Linked DNA regions of Mus musculus: region 2 is linked to region 1. Evidence: chromatin contacts called from public Hi-C data. All regions are on one chromosome and are shown on one strand. Each heading gives the region's core, a stretch centred on a gene start, on an enhancer-like site or on the middle of the called end of the contact. The rest is flanking DNA. Distances are from core to core; before and after follow the strand shown.

What was found. Hi-C and Micro-C count contacts between places; a contact is called where the count stands out from the background.
Region 2: a contact with region 1 is called in a Hi-C map of cortical neurons, with 1.6 times the contacts expected there. The contact joins the enhancer-like site here to the promoter of Ankrd34c in region 1. A contact is called at or near these places in 3 of 39 promoter capture datasets (the 3T3-L1 cell line, 3T3-L1-derived adipocytes and macrophages), 2 of 484 Hi-C or Micro-C datasets (cortical neurons and nephron progenitors), 1 of 115 datasets of contacts at active chromatin or transcription factors (stem cell-derived neural progenitor cells) and 3 of 9 other capture datasets (adipose tissue, liver and pancreatic islet).

Annotation. Positions count from the first base shown.
Region 1 is chr9:89,736,706-89,740,451 of GRCm38.p6, forward strand. Ankrd34c (ankyrin repeat domain 34C) reads right to left here and starts at 1,770. Exons shown (of 2, transcript NM_207260.2): 1 at 1,378-1,770.
Region 2 is chr9:89,769,603-89,773,348 of GRCm38.p6, forward strand. No RefSeq gene overlaps it. Among named protein-coding and RNA genes, the nearest start is that of Mir184, 31 kb to the right of the region's middle. Within about 2 kb of position 1,794, at least 29 of the 459 cell types and tissues checked have an H3K27ac peak or open chromatin away from gene starts, as enhancers often do. A contact at or near this core is called in cortical neurons, where this site is marked.

The DNA.
Region 1 (3,746 bases), core at 520-3,019:
TTCTGGTCCTCCTGCCTTCCCCTTCAGAGTATTAGATTGCAGTCATGCAGGCTCCATGCCTGGTTTTACAGATTCTGAGAGTCTTACACAGGGTTTTCAGCATGCTGGGCAAACATCCTACCAACTGAGCTGCAGTCCCAAACACTGGTCCTTAATTAAAACATATTCAGTAACTTTGTCCAAAGACACAGCACTACAAGTCTGATCTCATTCTGTCCACGCTAACCCCCACTTCAGAGCTGTTGCACAAAGGGACTTAGCTCAGGCTTATGGTTCCACTTGTGCAGGCTGGGGTGGAGTTTAAGATTCAGTCTGCTGTAACAGTCCCTGTTTGTATAAACTTGGACAAGCCTCTTAGTCACTCTTGCTTCATTTCTCGACTGAAAAATGGGAATAAAAATAGCATAGAAATGGAACTATTATGGTATATAAAATTATACAATCTATATAGAGCATTTGGCACCGGGTGTTGGCATGCGGTAAGCGACTTATAAAAGATAAGTACTTTGGAAAGTTTGGATACACCCTCCCAAACAGAGGAGGCCACTTCGTTTAGCTGCAGCATTCGCGGAACCTTGGAAAGATACCTTTGCACTCCGCCCCTTCCTTCTGTAGTCACAGGAAGCAGTTAGAAGCCGATTAAAAACTGAACTTCACAAATATTCGTCTTTTCGGTTCAAGAGCCCCGTTTTGCCAAACCCAGGGAGTCACCGCCCACCATGCAGAGGTAACTGCGGAGGAACTAAACAGCGCCTCTGGCTTAAAGCTGCAGGGGTGGAGGTGGGAAAGGGCTCTGTCCGAAGTGCTGAAACCCGGGGTGTGGCTGCGCCTGGTGTATGGGAATCCATTGCTATCAGTGTCTTTGGGTCCCTTCCTGAGGACTGATTATGGGTGGGGGTGGGGTGGCGGAGTCAATTGAAGTCAGAGCCGTAAATGCTCCTCCCATCATTTCTCAGAAATTCTCAGACACATACACTTTACAATTTTGTGCACATTTTCAGAATCACACCTTGTCTTTGCCCACTCCCCACAGGTTTATGCAAAAAACGTAAGGCTTTGCTCCAGTTTTAGTTCCTATAAAAACCCAGACGCCCAACAGCCTGCCCCAATCTGCAACCATTTCCTACAAAAGTCCCTGGCTCCTACGCATGTCATCCCCACGCGTTAATGCAAATATATATATTTTACATTAAATCCTTTCATTCCAGTCTCCCACAATTTCCTGTGATAAAAACAGGCTCTCTCCTACCAGCCCCGCCTCCTGCCCTGGCTAGAAAACGCAGACTTACTTCTGGGGAGACTCTAGACTCACCTAGGTGACCAGCAGAAAGCCTTTGAGGTGCACTTAACCCGTGGGGGGGGGGCTTACCTGCTTACCCAGAGATGCTACCTTGGTCCAGGACTTGGACAGAGCCATCACTTCCACAGCACCTCCTCCTGCGGCTTCAGGTTGGCTCCAGGAGGGCTCTGCCTGTCTGAAGCAGAGCCAGAAGCTGAACTAGCCCTGTCTTCGTGGATGCCGTTGAATGACTTGCTCAGAACTTCTTCAAGGGCCACAAATGAAACCTCTGTGCCAATTATTCGAATCACCCTGATCTTCCAACTTGTGGTGGCCAAGGAGAAAGAAGTATTTAATAAGAGAAAGAAGTATTAAAGAAATGTGAGGATGCTCCCTAGACTGCAGCTTCTAGCTGCAGAGCTCCTGCGCAGCCCAGTCCTGCAGCTTGGCTTCTGCTGGCTGGCTCCACTGCTGCCCGCTGGCGCCCGAGAAAGGCTCTCCAGCCGGGAACAGAGAGGGCTGTGTGGGTGGGTGTGAGCGAGGAAGCTGAAAGGAGGGGGCAGTGAGGGTGGGGGAGGTGCCTACCTGCCCCTGTGGGGAAAGGAGCCGCTGCCCCTCCCCCTTGTCCCTAGTTCTCCTTGAAATCAGACTTGCTTAACAACTTGGCAGGAGCCTTTGAGCCCCTGGTGTATTTGCGCAAGTGAAGAGTCTATTCCTTGGGGTCTGGAGATTTGAACGGACCTTTCCAAAGTCTTGTCACCGGTAGGGATTCAAACTCGTGTCTGCTTTGCTTTTCCTATGGCTCTGCCTATTTCAGATTTCCTTGATAAACTTGAGATCTCAGGATGACAGTCCACAATGAGAGAATCTGATTGTGTGTGTGTGTGTGTGTGTGTGTGTGTGTGTGTGTGTGTGTGTGTGTGGTGGCTCCACATGGCTACTTCTGGATTGCATCAACTCCAACCTTTAACCCACCTCCTTCCTACTTCTATGACTTCCCATGGAGTCAACACTAAACAATTTTTAGTTATCTTTTAACTAAATTAATTCATAGCTACTGCATATTATTCAAAGCAGAGTACGGTTTTAGCAAGTGGGTGCCTCCTTCCACTGAGCCCTGTAGACTCCTTTCCCCACTAGTCAGCTTCCTAGAGGTAAGTTGAATTTTCTTCTAAATTTCATGCACACATAGCATTGATTTACCCTACCCCAAAATGTCCTACTTCTTGACATAATTTTAGTGATTTCTATATTTCTTGAAAATTATCTCATTTATATGTTCAACGTTCCAGCACAAAGTTTCAAAGTATTGTCTTGCTATTTTTATGTATGTATGTATGTATGTATGTATGTATGTATGTATGTATGTCTCTGACACTGTTCCAAAAAAATCCTCTTTGCTTTCCTAATACTTTCTGTTGAAATTGTCTATCACTTCTCTTTTACTTATTTTAAAACCAAACTTACTAGATAGCTATCAATGTTACTGATCTTTTAAATGGATCGATATTATTTCCTACTGTGCTTTTATTAGTCAGCAGTGCCATAGTACTACACATGGAAGTTTCCATTCAGTCCCCATAATTTTTTAATGACTTGAGTTCTGTTTATGGAGTCCCCTTAATCCCAGTAAAAGTTAGTATAGTCACTTCTACATTTCCCATCTTGCTAAGTGAGACTTTCTACCCCAGAATCTCAACAGTGTTTCTTTCCCTAAATGTTTTCATGGTTTGTAACTATTATATTTGTGCAAAGGAGTAATGCAGAGGTTAGAAGCCAATTATTCCACATCACCCCTGAAAAATCCATTTTTTCATCCCCTGATTTAGCATGCTACTTGACAGTGTTGCTGTAGGGTTAGGGGTTAGGGCTAGGGTCTGCAAACTCTACTTGCATAGTCTGTTCTTTTTGTGCAAGCATACTGCTGCATTCAAATTGTTTATTTACATAAGGGTAGTTTATTCCACTCCTATGAATAAAATGGTGCTTGTTAGAGATAGCTGATCATTCATTGAGTGATACCAACCTAAAAGGATGATTCTGCCAACATTCCAGTTTCCCCCTCAGAAACATTTCAATTATTAACATGGTTATCTATTCATTGAGAGTTCCTTAGATGACCCTCAAAAACCATCTGTGCCTCATGGATTTTTAAAAGGACAGATGATTTTTATTTTTACCTTGGTTGAGTCAATTTTGAGTAGTGTGTATTTGCTTAGAAAAAAATAGACCATGTCTTTCATATTTTCAAACTGTAGTTTCAGTTACAAGTTATCTTTCACAATTACTCATCTTTGAACCAAATCTTTTTCCCCCTTTCATCATCACAGTCCTGTACTCACACATTAGCTTTGCTACCTGTAACTAATATTATTTTGCTGTCTTTGAATTGTATGACTTACATAATTTCCATTTTATAGTCTACTTATATGGCCATTTCAAAAATATTCAATAAGCATTTTCTCTA
Region 2 (3,746 bases), core at 544-3,043, 33 kb after region 1:
GCATCCCTGGCTCCCGCTTCTTGGGATATGCTGTCTGAATTAAAATAAAACTTGAAGAGCATTGGCATCTTATAGAATCTGGTAGCACACGGGTTCATGATTTCCCCCCGGGAAGACGCTAGGGAATAATAAGGTAGCCTTCTAATCTGAGAGGCTATAAAGTCATGGGCATCATAGCTTTGATAAAAGTTAAAAGACATCATTGCCTCTCTATCATGACATGTCCTCATTGAGAAGACATCATTCTTATGAAGGTAGGTATGCTGTCACCCTGGCAGCACAGCCCACTGTCCTCATGTCTAGGCCACGCTCAACTGTTTCATCCACAACCACCTATTATGGCCTCAGTGGCCATGGTATTTGTTTAGCTAGAGAGTTCACCATGAGCTGCTTGTAGCTACCAGATTCTATAAGATGCCAATGCTCTTCAAGTTTTATTTTAATTCAGACCGCATATAATTTTTTTGGCAAAAAATAAAAAACAAAACCTGAAAAACAAGAAATGCCTGGCCATGCCCTAAGAGTAGAAGGTGATGCATACACAGCTACACAGTCCACTGGGCATGAACAGTGACCCACAGGAAGGGAACTGAGTGCTGGGCCTGGCCTAAGACAAACAAAGTTCACTGTGGATGGGGAGGAGGATGAGGAAAGAGAAACAAACACTGGTCACCCCTGGGAAAATGTTTGACACAAGGTGAGCTGTGGTGATACACATAAGAGCCAAGAGTTAGGACATTCCCTCCCTCTTGCCCTTTGCGACAATCTGAGTGCTGGGTGGTTTCCGTGGTCCAGAATAGGCACTTTGTAAAGTTCAGGAATGTTTTGTGCATCTCTCACATCCTGATTCATGACATTCCTCATATACCTACATCCTCAGAATAGCACTGTCACTTCGTAGGCATGGGAGAACCTAGGCAGAAAGAGCTCCTGACATGAAGGTGTGACCACTTCCCAGTAGTTGACCTGCATTTCTCCTGGAAATCTCTCCTACCCTGACCTCTGAGTCCTTTCCTGCTTCCAGAGGGCCAATCAGAGAGGAAAGAGAGCCAGACCTCACAGAGTGCACATCTCAGACAGTTTTTGATCATGTGTCCTAGGCCCTTTACTCTTCCCTTGAGCCGGAGCATCCTTCTCCCTGTAGTAAACCGGGGTGTTGTGAAGTAACACTTTGATAGCTAAAAAGTAAAGTGGACATCAAGAGGGATGGGTATAGGATGGGGAGAGCGTCTGAAAGCTTAAGGAAGGATGAATATGATGAAAAAAATATGGAATCCTCAAGAGTCTGGAAACCCAGAAAAGTGAGTAATGTCAAAACAGGCACCAACAACATCTAAAAAGGTAAATGGTATTGTCTATGTTTCTAGATTTTTATAAGCATCTGTAAAACACTCATGGGAGGCTTATAAGCAAGAAGTGGGAAGGACAGTTGTGGGGAGGTCTGGTTTAATTTAAGACTGTAACAGAAATTAATATTGAGAGCCACATTCCTTTCCTTAAATAATCTAATTGGGCCCCATGACAGACTTCTAAAGGGAGGTTTTCTTTTTAATTAAAATCCTTACTTTGCAAACAAGGATGCTCACTGAGAAGTCTTATCCATGTCCCTGCTAGTAGAAGGTGGATTGTTTTGGCTCCAGTGCATAGGGAATTAAGGGAAGAGAGGACAGCCAGCATCCTGAATCCTGCCAGAAAGGCCACATCGTTCCCCCTGGTTTTTATGCTGCCATGGTGACAGTCAGTTAAAAATAGTTTAGTCACAAGTTGAGGAGTCAGTGCACAGTGACACTGGGAAAGCTCTGCTGTCTGAAGAGCTGAGGGGCAGGGCTGCTTCCTTCCTGGAGGGGCTGCTCTGTGTGGGGTGTTTATGTTCAGGGCCTAGCAGCAGGAGTTTCTATACAATGAAGGTAGGTAGGCATAGACAAGTGTGGGGCATGGGATGACCAGCCTCTCCTTCCTTCCATGAACCTCTTACATCTGGAGCTAGTGTTGAAATCCAACACCTCCCACTGGACCCTGAAGGGGGCCTGCCAGTGTGTGTTTCCATACCACAGCTCTACTCACTGCCACCACAGAGTCTAGCCTTTAAGGCTATTCAGTACCTGTTTCTTGACTGAATAAATAAGAGGGTAAACCTTAGGATTTTTGACTCCTTGCTTCAGAGTATATTTGAATACTGCTGACTCGTGCACTAACAAACTATGATGTCTTTGTTGACTAGACTCATACAGCCTTCTGAACTGGGTCTTGCTGGCTTGGGTAAGTTCATATCCACATTGAGCAGAAATTCAGACACAGACACTCATCCTAAGCCACATGGTGTCTGTCTCCCATGCCCCAGTGCTGTGCGCTTTCAGTGTTGCCTCTTCTGATCTCCATATAGAAAACTGCCTAAGCTGGGTGTCCTTATACCCAGAACAGTTTAGAGACGTGTCTAACCACTAAGATGACTGCTTTAAAAAGGTATTATAAACTGGGCAGTGGTGGCGCATGCCACCAGCATCCCAGCACTTGGGAGGCAGAGGCAGGCAAATTTCTGAGTTTGAGGCCAGCCTGGTCTACAGAGTGAGTTCCAGGACAACCAGGACTACACAGAAAAACCCTGTCTTGAAACAAACAAAACAAAAGAGGTATCATGTACAAGTTTTTGGATAGCTGCAGAATATAGAGGCTATGCCTTGCTACCAACAACTTCAGAATCCTGGGAAGGGAAAGAAAAGGAACAAACTGTGAGCCCACCCCATCCCCCACCCCACTCCCCCGCCATGCCTGTGCCAAAGGATATTTGCATGATGAGCCCAGTGCATACATTAGTTCCTGACTTCATAATCCTGAGAGGTAAATGGGTACACTTACTGTCATTTTGTCTAGAACTGGGTCATGGAACAGAAGATAGACTTTCTAGATGATTCCCCGGGGGCAGACCCTGTGTGAGCACACTGGCAGCCTGCTGAATGGGTCCAGCGGGTTCAGCCATCAGAAGCAGCCTCTTGTTACCTCTGGACTGCAGCTTCCAACTCTGACACTCACATCTGCTGTTATTAACTACATTGTCTCAGTCCCTGGCCTTGTTCTTAAAAGGTGAATGACACTATCCATATTTCTTTCTTAACTTTCAGACATTTTTTTCCCTCTGTGAGAGAATGCCTCTATTTAGTGGTCCCAAGACACAAACAGCACATCCAAAACTAAGTGTAGATTCTGCGCAAGGCTGCTTCCTCCTTGAACCCCTGGCTTGGTGATTGATACTATTACATACCCATACTTCCTCTCATTATTACATTTTCCATATTTCTATCTACCTATGGTCCTCAGTGGATATTTTAAAAAATAAAGAGTTTTTAAATGCAATAAAGCAGGCAAACATAGGGAATGGCTTAGTAACTTTGAACTCTGCTTGGCTTGGACTATGCATGTGTCTTTCTCCTAACAGTGTGACTGGCAACTTCCTCACATTCTCCATTCCTTTCATCTCTAGCAGGGCCCAGACTCGTGGTTTTCCACTTGCAAGTAAGTTTATTCTTTTAGGTGCTGAGTGCCTCGAATCTCGAACTAACCAAGAGATAGTTGGTGGGTCATGAATGAGTACAGCCATTTGTACATCCCAGACTTCAGTTCTTTCAAAGCTGTTAGTATGTGAATCAGATGCTGGATCAAGATCATTAAGTAGATTTCCTTGGTCCCTTCTCTAGAACGGCATGGAGAGTAGAAGGGTGGGTAGAGCAGAGCCACAGTTTCAATTTTTT